3 separate regions of the Zea mays genome follow, and regions 1 and 2 are each linked to region 3. A link is a contact called in public Hi-C data. All regions are on one chromosome and are shown on one strand. Each heading gives the region's core, a stretch centred on a gene start, on an enhancer-like site or on the middle of the called end of the contact. The rest is flanking DNA. Distances are from core to core; before and after follow the strand shown. Region 1 has its middle 88 kb from the start of LOC109943210. Region 2 holds the start of LOC100381844. Region 3 has its middle 26 kb from the start of LOC100282464.

The links. A called contact is a pair of places that touch in the nucleus more often than the background predicts.
Region 1: a Hi-C map of bundle sheath shows a contact between it and region 3, with 1.6 times the contacts expected there. The contact joins two enhancer-like sites. A contact is called at or near these places in 2 of 25 Hi-C or Micro-C datasets (bundle sheath and ear).
Region 2: a Hi-C map of bundle sheath shows a contact between it and region 3, with 3 times the contacts expected there. The contact joins the promoter of LOC100381844 here to the enhancer-like site in region 3. A contact is called at or near these places in 5 of 25 Hi-C or Micro-C datasets (bundle sheath, ear, leaf and 1 more).

The regions. Positions count from the first base shown.
Region 1 is chr10:105,190,874-105,194,086 of Zm-B73-REFERENCE-NAM-5.0, reverse strand. No RefSeq gene overlaps it. Among protein-coding and RNA genes, the nearest start is that of LOC109943210, 88 kb to the left of the region's middle. Within about 2 kb of position 1,681, at least 16 of the 20 cell types and tissues checked have an H3K27ac peak or open chromatin away from gene starts, as enhancers often do. A contact at or near this core is called in bundle sheath and ear, where this site is marked.
Region 2 is chr10:105,570,575-105,573,798 of Zm-B73-REFERENCE-NAM-5.0, reverse strand. LOC100381844 reads left to right here and starts at 1,600. Exons shown (of 1, transcript NM_001174635.2): 1 at 1,600-3,033. The coding sequence starts at 1,606. The coding sequence ends at 2,151.
Region 3 is chr10:105,415,998-105,419,728 of Zm-B73-REFERENCE-NAM-5.0, reverse strand. No RefSeq gene overlaps it. Among protein-coding and RNA genes, the nearest start is that of LOC100282464, 26 kb to the right of the region's middle. Within about 2 kb of position 1,433, at least 18 of the 20 cell types and tissues checked have an H3K27ac peak or open chromatin away from gene starts, as enhancers often do. A contact at or near this core is called in bundle sheath, ear, leaf and 1 more, where this site is marked.

The DNA of each region.
Region 1 (3,213 bases), core at 432-2,931, 230 kb after region 3:
TTAAATCGAGGCAAATTTTATAGATATTCAAACTTATATGCGCACTACGCATAGCAATATATAGATCAGCACATTAAACAACTGAATTAACATATTTACTCACGTCGAGTTTGTCGGTGCTTAGGTTGATCAAGCACAAAAGTAGACGAAGCAGGTCGATAATATAGACGCGTCGATTCGTCCGTTAGGCAGCGAAGATCATCGTCAAATGGTTTCGAGCGGTCGCACAGTTGCGCTGCCCAAAAACTTTATTGCCGCCCCTCGTGCAAGCTTCATAACGACAAGGGTTCAAAGATATCACTCGCTCTCCTCCTTACTGCACGCCAAGAAAAAGGGTTGGTGAGATACAACAACTCAATCGCCACAGCACAACTTTCCAAGCACGAAGAAGAAGAAGAAATGGAATAGGATTTTCGTATATCACAACCCGAACGCATTCAGTGTCTTAAAATAGACGTGGCTGCTCTCAAGGAACCGTTTTTCCATAATACACCCATAAATTGACAACAGGCTAATTAACTAAGTTAATGGCAGTAAAATCTATATTAAAATCTCAACGGACAGTAAAAAAACAAATTAACGAAGCCACTCAAATGACACGCCACGGTTGCGCACACGCGAAATAGACCATGCTCTTTTCCTCTCATATTACTTTATCTATTTAAACATAAGAACGATCGTAACTATATAAATTGGTCTGTACCACTTAAACCAGCAATGTAGGACTAAAAACCAACAGCCACTTCAGAATTTCAACCGAACGAGCCACTCAAATGGGCCGTTCTTCTCGCGTCTCTACATTGGCACGTAGCTGCTTTACTGGAATACGCCGCAGTGAAGGTGTCGAATTACATGAGTGCTTACGTTTGGGTTAACAGAGATGCCATGCTCGGCTTCGGGGATCTTCTAGGGCCGACGGCGTCGTCTCTCTTTCTGGCCAAAATTAGCCAACCTCCTTGTTTCTCTCTATAAATTGGAGTGTGCACTCGTTCTGTCTATTCTTTGCGCATCAGACAAACCAATCCTCGTCTTGTTTCATCCACCAGAGCTCCCGACGTCGTCGTCGTCTTCACGGTCGGGCAGAGCACCGCCGTGGGCAGGTCTCCCGTGGACAGGCGACCGTGATTCTTTTCTCTACATCCTGTTCATTGTTCTTAGCTCCTTAACACCTCCTATTGCTTATACACATTGTTGATTGAACTCTACCACAGTGGTTACGTTGGAACGTCGTCGCGCCACCGGAGATCACCGCCGCATCTCGGTTCTACGTCGACCCGTTATCTTCGAGCTTCTCCAGCTGAACCAGCGCACAAAATCGTTTCCCCGTGAGTTCCTGATGCCTCCCGAGCGCTCAATTCTAGCTCTACCATACGGTGTTCACCGGAACACTCCCTCACTGGGCCAGGAGCTGCCGGAGTCTATGGTGAGCTCTCTAGAGAGCCTCCCGATCGAGCTCAATTTGTTGTTCCAATAGATGTGTGATGTTGTAGACCATCTTCTCTGAGAGTGTGTGGTCCTTCCGAGCCCTTATGCGCCCTGCCCGCGTTTGCCAGTTCACCGGAGTTCGTGGCCGAGCGCAAGGACTTGTGTTCGAGAATTAGAATAGAGACAGGGGGTTTATGTGAAATCATGTGACTCAGTAAATAGTGCTTAGGATTCCTTTTCAGTTTGATTATTTCACAAGGACGTTTACTCAAAGTTGTCGGCGCAGTCGTGGGCCACGTGGGGCGTGTGCATAGTGCACAGCTCTAGGCCGCCATTCAGTTTTGATCCAATTTCAGTTAATGAAATTCTGATTATTTTACTAATATTCTTTGTTTTGATAATAATGCTACAAATTGTAAAAGTATGAAAAAATGATGAAATAATTTTTTCTGGGTTCATAAAAATGTATTCTTCCCGTTAAAAATAATTAGGGTATTTTAGCAATAAGTTTTATGTATAGGTTTTAATTAAAGCAAACTAAATAGAATTAGAGGATTTTTAGTGGTTAAACAATATATCCAAAATTATGAACATTTTTAGGATAATTTCTGTTAACCAGTGATGCTCCGATAAACAATTTTTGTAGAAGTCAGAACATGTTTAGAAGCTTAATCAATTATTACTCAAGTCAAATGTCTTTTTCCTTTAATAAAATAAAAAGTTAGAAGTTAAATAGTGAATAACCAATTGGTTGATGTATTTTGGGATTGTAGGAAGACCATGGGTCTCTTATACTTTAAGTAACCCATGGCAAGATGTTTGATAACATTCTAATCTTGTAGAAAGTTGAATATAGTTGGTCTTGTTGGCTTCCAACTATATTGTGAAGGGAAGTTGTACTCAAGACACGAAATTTTATTAGCCATCATTTATTCAAAGTTATGCATCACCATAAACATTTTATAAGAATTCATTATTATTACAAATAGAGCACAAAGGTGAAGTAATGTTTGAGGAGTCTGCACCTGAACAAGAGTTTTTAGCCGCTGGGGTGACAGCTACTTGTGATATTCTCACTAAAGAACCTGAATCTCCTCCTAATCAAGGCAAGCCCCGGTGCATTTAAATGTTTCCTTGTTGTTTACAAATTTTACATCACCTTATTAATACTATGTTGCATTAAGTAATAGGAGTTGTGTGATTAACCAAGTTGTTGCATTACCCACCATGATTAAATTGAAAATCATCCTTGATACATGTTTTTACTTAAAAGTTATTGATGCTTAGCCCTGCTTAATGGATTAGGGTTTTTGAAACATATGTTACTACTGATTATGGTTACTTGTGAAAGAACTATGGTAAAGTTTATTAAGATGAGAACGGGCAGTTATCTTGCATTGGGAATATAGTCTCTATGTAGTGTTTTTGTCTCCATCGATTAAGAGTCGTTCCGTTGTAGGCCTGCATGCTTAAGAACTTTTTAACTAGCCACATGCCCTAGTAAGGGCAAGCCTTATCCTGATTATTCCAATACGAGAACAACTACCATGAACTGGGAGTGGAGAGATGGCGAGAGTAGTGTGTACCCACCCTAGTGGATTGTGGTAGGGCGATGGAGTACTGTGCTCTCGGGTGGCACGAGTCCTGTTTTGGTCTTGGAAGATCCGAAGGTCGGGTTGACATATGCAAGGGTTAAGTGCTACATATGTCATGTGGTTGGAGATCCCTAGCTAGATATCAATCGATTCAGATCGCCATTGCTTTTCGAACATGGAGATTTGATCACTT
Region 2 (3,224 bases), core at 351-2,850, 150 kb before region 3:
AGCATGAATGAATTTCAAAGAACACCTCACGATAGTGACCATATATCTGAGGTTGTATTCATCATGAACACATCAATTTACATAATCTGGGTTTGCAACCTTTAACGTGATGGAATCCTTTTCATTTGATAATGTCTTTGATAACTCAGGTTCAAAGCCATCAAGAATGCCTTTAAATTGTACAACCTGAATTGTGGACAAAACCTCGACACGCCTTAGAAGATAATTCTCTCTTGTCAACTTTTTAGAAATCAGAATGGAAAGGGATGCTAGTATAGCTAGGGAAGAAGAAAAACTCGCCATAGCTAGATGTGTTTTGGAAGATAGGCTCTGATACCATATGACAATATGAAAGTTGTGGACAACACGATGCCTATATTGGAGGTCGCTAGCAGTTTATATATTGAACTAAACTTATACACAAATCATATGCAACAAGGTTACAATAATAAAAAATTCTAAACTTACTAATTGTCTATGTTATACATACCAAAAAATTTAAACTTCACATACTTATCTGTGCTATAGATATAATATAAATCTATACTATTCATGGATATAATTTTTTTATACAATACAATGTAATCTCTTCATTTGATGTATTTGGACATTACTACTTCCCAATACAATATCAATATAGAGTTATATGATTATCATATGTTTTTTCCTGTGTGGTATCTAGAAGATGATATCTGACACAAATTAACCATATGATCAAGGTGTTTCTAGATTAAGGCTCTATGTTTATATAGAAGGGTCTAATAACATTGATAATTATACATCATGGTGTTTCTTATTTTTATTTAGTTTCAAAGAGTGTTTTTTGGTATACTGATATTATCTGGATTTTTTCACAGGGTTTCTAAATATATACAATGATGCATAATGGATTAAATTAACTGCGGAGACTACGAAGAACTAATTAATCAAGAGAGTATTGAGATTTAGTAATAATTGCTAAATAGGACTTAATCTTAAAGGATGTCTTTTTATTTTCTTAAACTTATAAGTGTATATAAATGATTCGTATCTTAAGGGATATTTAATGAGGTAAGTGAAAAAAAAGCTTAAGAGACGCGGTGAAGAAACATCTTTAAGTTTAAAATACGGTTCCATCCATACAACCCACGTAAATGAGCTGTGTTGAGGGGTTCTAGTGAATAAGATAAAATATTTAGATACATTAAATTGTATGAACGTGTTTATTAAATATATCTAGTGTTTAGAGAATCGTAATATATTATTTAGGTTGTACTAAATAAATTATATAGAGAATTATTCGTACGAGATGATGTCTGGTAACGTTCCCGTCGTGCTCGTCGCCCAGGTATATATATAAATAGAGACCCCTTTTAATTTATGCTAGTTTGGAGATCAAGATAAGAGACCCGCACTGCTTTACCATGAGAAGAAGAATAGTCACACATGCAGGTAACTGTCACCATCTGATAACACATCTAACGGCTCAGATTATGCCGTTGTTTCACTATAGGCAAAGGATCGGAATCTTGAAATCGCGGCTCTTGTTCCTGGATCGTACGGCGCAGAGGCGCCCTTCGCTGGGAAGCTTCCAACGATTCCACGGGCCCACATCAACTCCTTCCAATGAAGAATGGTGAGCCGGTGGGATCCACCTTAGCCGATGGTACAGGTGGGCAAACAGTGGGCCCAGTTGCCTACGCTCACGTCAGCATCTACCCCTCTTTTCCGCCGTATATATACCTGTGCCCCCATCCTGCTGCTCCTTGCATCGATCCCTACCGAATAATATTCTGCAGTAGTTTCTCGAGCTCCTGTAGCAAGAAAGAAACCATGTCGGGGGTATGGGTGTTCGAGGACGGGATCGTGCGGCGTGCGGACAGCGACCCGCCCAGCGGCGCCGGCGCCGGCGGGTCCCGGCCGAACAAGGTGCTGGTGCACGTTCCCAGCGGGGAGGTGGTGACGTCGTATGACGTGCTGGAGCGGCGGCTACGCGAGCTCGGCTGGGAGCGCTACCTCTACGACCCCTGTCTGCTCCAGTTCCACCAGCGCTCCACCGTGCACCTCATCACCGTACCCCGTGACTTCTCCCGCCTCAAGCTGGTCCACATGTACGACGTCGTCGTCAAGACCCGAAACGTCTTCGAGGTCCGTGACGCCGCCCCTGCCTGATGGTCTTCGTGGCGACGCAAGCTGCTGCTGTGTGCCTATTAGCTTCGTGCAAGCTCGTCGGACCGGCTGGTACTGGAGCCCTATCGCCGCCGTATCAACATACGTGCGCATGTATTGTATGTTTGTGATTGGTACTGATCGAGTACTTACGTGTGATTTGCATGGCGCAGCGCGTTCGTGTGGCTGCTTCTTGCATGCTGTCCTACTTTGTCTGCCGCCGAATAAATGTACGCGAGAGCGCCGCCGCCGTCGCCGTCGCCGTATGCTTCTTATATATCCGGATTTGAGGGTGTGTTCTTTGACTCTTTAGTATTAGTCACTTTCTAGAATACCAAATGGGTTGAGGATTTCTAGGAACTAATATTTAGTTCCTAGAGTTTAGACACGGGTGACTAAAGAAATCAAACGTTCCATATTGCTTCTCTCTATATAAATATACATTGATTTTTAAGCCCAGTCATGGTTTATAATATCTAATTTTTAGTATTCAACTTTGTCAAAAAAAGTTCAATTGTATAACCTTGATTGTTACCCTTTTTTCCGTTATCACACACACATACACAGATACCCGGTAGTAGAAATGGATCTCTCTCTCTCTCTCTCTATATAGTGTGTAGCGTGTGTGTGAATTTTTTACTTATACGGTAGTTATTTTCATATTTATATATCTTTAGATTTAGAATGTGTATGGTTTGACAAACTGTATGTGCATAGAGTATATATTATCGTATTATATTAAGTATGATTATACTTATTTTATAGGCTACTATAATTATATGTTACAAAAATATATATTATATATATATGGCAAATTGCAGAACGGTATGTATGTGTGTGTACACACACATATATATTGATTTTGACATCTCAACTTTTTGGATTATTTCTTTTCAGAATGTGTACCAAAATACAGAGACAATACTCAAAGAAAGAAGTCATCCGGGACAAAGGATATTACTACTACAGCTTTATCATCCAATAACAGAACTATATCACATCCATTAGGAACAATATAAAATGATAGCGCGTTATGTATTAATACTTTTGAATTAATACTATCAATAAAGATGGAA
Region 3 (3,731 bases), core at 184-2,683:
CGGCGTGACAGACTCTCTCTATCTCTGCTGGGCACGCGAGCGAAATGAAATGGCGCGGTTTGGGCGTTGTTGCTTAAAATTACTTATGTCCGAAGGCCTGTCAGACAGCCATCGGACATAAGACAATGTCTAACGGCTGTCAGATAGGCCGTCGGACATACAGTTATCGCCGACAGCCTGTCTGACAGTCGTCGGATGTAGGACCTTATATCCGACGGCTGTAGTAAATCGTCAAACATAAGGCTATGTCCGACGGCTTCGTATGATGCCGTCGGACATTGAGTGGTCGTCGGATCTATCCATTGGATAATCTAACTACGAATATGTGAATTCGAAGGAAGACGATACCTAGAGGGACGATTGGCAAAGACGATTGGAGAAGTTTATTGTGTATCTACAGTTAGACATTGCGCATGGCGTCTATTGTTTTGGACTATGTCTACATATATGACATGCCTTGTCATAGAAACTACGAATTAAGTAATTTGTTTGATGGAATTGCCCTTATCCGTGTTTACCAAATCAATAGCCACATTTTAAATAAACACCTAAAAATACATATACAGGTGACAAGATCAATTCCTATCTGTACTCCTTCCGTACTAAAATATAAGGCGTAACCACTTTTTGTTCTTGTCACATAATATAAGGTGTGCTCTCTATGCACACGTATATTGATGCATTTCTCTTTGAACTAGATGTAATTACATCTTATATACTGCGACGGAGAGAGTACTAGTTTATTTTTAGAATCTTTCTGAAACGTCAAGTATCTTAGGACTTCTCCGCTCCCTAGCTTTTAATACCCGTTACTGTTGTGTTGCAAATTTACAATGCTGACCAGAGATGCTACTAGCACGAATGTATATTATGTGCCATATATAGACCTATCACTTTTAGTGACCATATTGCTCGACATCGCTATATATACATCGTTGGCCGTTATTCTGATAAGCAAGTGGAATCATCAGATGCTTTGCCCTCGCCTAGATTAGGATGCTCTTGGTCGGTGTTCACAGCAGGATTCTTCTACCAGCCGTCTGGTCTGACACAGAACCTTCTTCGCCGTGATACCGTCCAGCCGAAACCTTTTTTCCAGAGCTGGTGTCTATGGCAGAAAGCCGACGATGATAGAATGATAGATATGCTGTCGCCAGCGGGCAGCAGACCGGCACTTGCACAGTTGGACGTCCTACTCTGCACGCGCGGCGGCGGCCGGCGGGGCAGCGGTGCCCGATCGGGCCGTCCCTGTCGCCTCGTGGTCGCGTCGCCGTCCGACACGACGCACCCCTGCCTGGTTGCCAATCGATGCCGAGATAGGAAAACAACCGTCCCCAGCGAGCGCACGCACGCCCGCCAGCCCACGCCCGCGCCGCGTGCACGTGAAGAAGGGCCCCACGCGAGGCGACGTGCACGCGCCGCCCACCACGCGCAAGCACGCGCCGGCGATGGGCGATGCCTCCCCCGCGACGCCGACCTCGTGCCTGCTACAGGGCCCTGCGGGGTGGCTGCGGTGTGGACCGCGCACTCGCATGTTTATGCCGTGAAGACCGTGTCAATGGCGGGCCGTGTAGATAGATGGCCAGGACCACGGATCGCCATCCGGCGGATGACTACGGACCATGTCGTGGTCGCAGTGCAAGACTCTTGGAGAGAAAACCTGCTGCCTGGTGAAGGAGCTCCACGAAACTTCACGATTTTTGTACCAGCTGCATGGACGCTGTTTCCTTTTTTTTCTCCTTCAAACCATCGTCTAAAGTGCACCCATTATTGGGAAACCGTAATATGCGGTAATCGGATAGCTAGGAATCCTCTCCAAAAGTCGACTTCACTACTTTGCCAATAACACACACACACACACAAGCCGCTGTCCTATATATATTACTTCCTCTATGTCCAAATTATAAGTCGTTTTAAACATAGTTTAAGTCAAACATGTCAAACTTTAATCACAAATAATTATTTGGTTTTGGATCCTAATAGTCATATGCACTTATTTATCTTGAAAAATACTTTTACAAAGTATAAATGCATTAAGAGTTTGTTTGTGCTTTAAAAAACATTTATTAAAGATATATTTTGGAGACCGTGCTATTATCCTAAACGACATAATTTACACCCAGAGTGAGTACTTTTGTAGGCAACAAGTTAACGTTAATCAAAGTAACGTCTTAGAGTAGTATATATGTGCAAATTGATCAAAAGCCATAAATTAGGGAAAAGCGGAACTGTAAATAGTCCCTGTAGTAAAACTGTAGTGGCACTTTGAACAACACTTTTTTTTAAAGTAACACATGTCTATGACCAGCGGCGAAGCTAGCACAATTATAATGAAAACTTGATCAGACGTTGCCATTACATTTTCCCTTAGCTGCATCCACATCGCAACGATGTATTTCCTCATCTAGAAAACAATGCAATGTCGAGTGTAAAAGGTGTAGTAGTACCATTAACAATCTAGGTATGGTATCATATTTTAATCTAATACCTTAGTTTTTAGTCCTAGTTATATGGTTTGTTAGTAATTGATGTCTTTAGTATCAGTTGGTGGTGGTTGGGGATCTGCCAAAGTTCCTGCAAGGAACCACAACAGAGCAACATAATTAAAATAAAAGCATCCTCTCTCCTTTGAATGGACCGGAGGATTCAAGAAGAGGGGAGAAAATAGAAAAAAAAAACATGCATAAAGATCATTGTTGAAATAGCATATATGAAGTGTGAACCCGGTTTGCAAGGATTTACTCATCTTCTTTGTTCCTTTGTTACACAATGGAAATATGTGAATTACAAAATGGCTCACAAGTCCTTCAAAATGTTATACCTTTGAAGGTCTCGTAAGCTAATTGAGCCTCTTGAAGAATACAGATCTTCGGATGCTCTTTCTATACAAAGGTGCTACAGATTCAGGACAGACCAGTGACCGATCCCTGTAACAGTGGTACTATATACCTATTTATAGGGTTGGGATGACATACATCTCTGTTTACAGTTACAAGAATACCCTCTCCTCTATTAATAGGCTCTATACAACCAAACATGGGTAATTATGTCTTTGTGCAAGGGAGATGTGGCGTGTACGTCTTTTCCTCCTTCGTAGCGTCCTTGACATTACGTCCGAAGGTGGCATGATCCTGGTCAAGCATCATCTTCCCCTTTTTCTTCGACTCACCATTCACTGATGAAAAACCAACCAAAGCTTCTGATTTAATGTAAGGATTTGGTACACCTAGATGGGAGAATAGATCTCCTATCAAATTTCAACTTAAAAACTTGTCAGTAACCTTAGTGGCAGTGTCAATTGATGCCAACACTATTGTGACCCGACATTGCTAGACTATGTGCGGCACTGCCACACAAACCTAAATCTTGTGCTCAAGTTGAAATTTAACATGTGGCAAGTAGATTAAGTAAATTTTAGTTTCCACTGATATAAATCAAATTCTAATGCACCATCAGAGATAACATTGAATAGAGCAATAATATAGCTAAATATCAAACCCTAGAAATACCATATGAGAAGATAGATGTTGTAAAAGTAAAGATCACAATGGGACAGGAATTTATCCCATGGTTCAGCTTGCCACAAATGCTTGCCTACCTCCATGTTGTTGAGTAAGCCACTAAGGCCTTATGTTCACACACATTATCCTCGTTCTCAACTCAAGAGCTCAAGCTCTTGAGATGAGGAGTTATTACTTTAAATTTATGGGTGAATACAAACCTATAGGGAT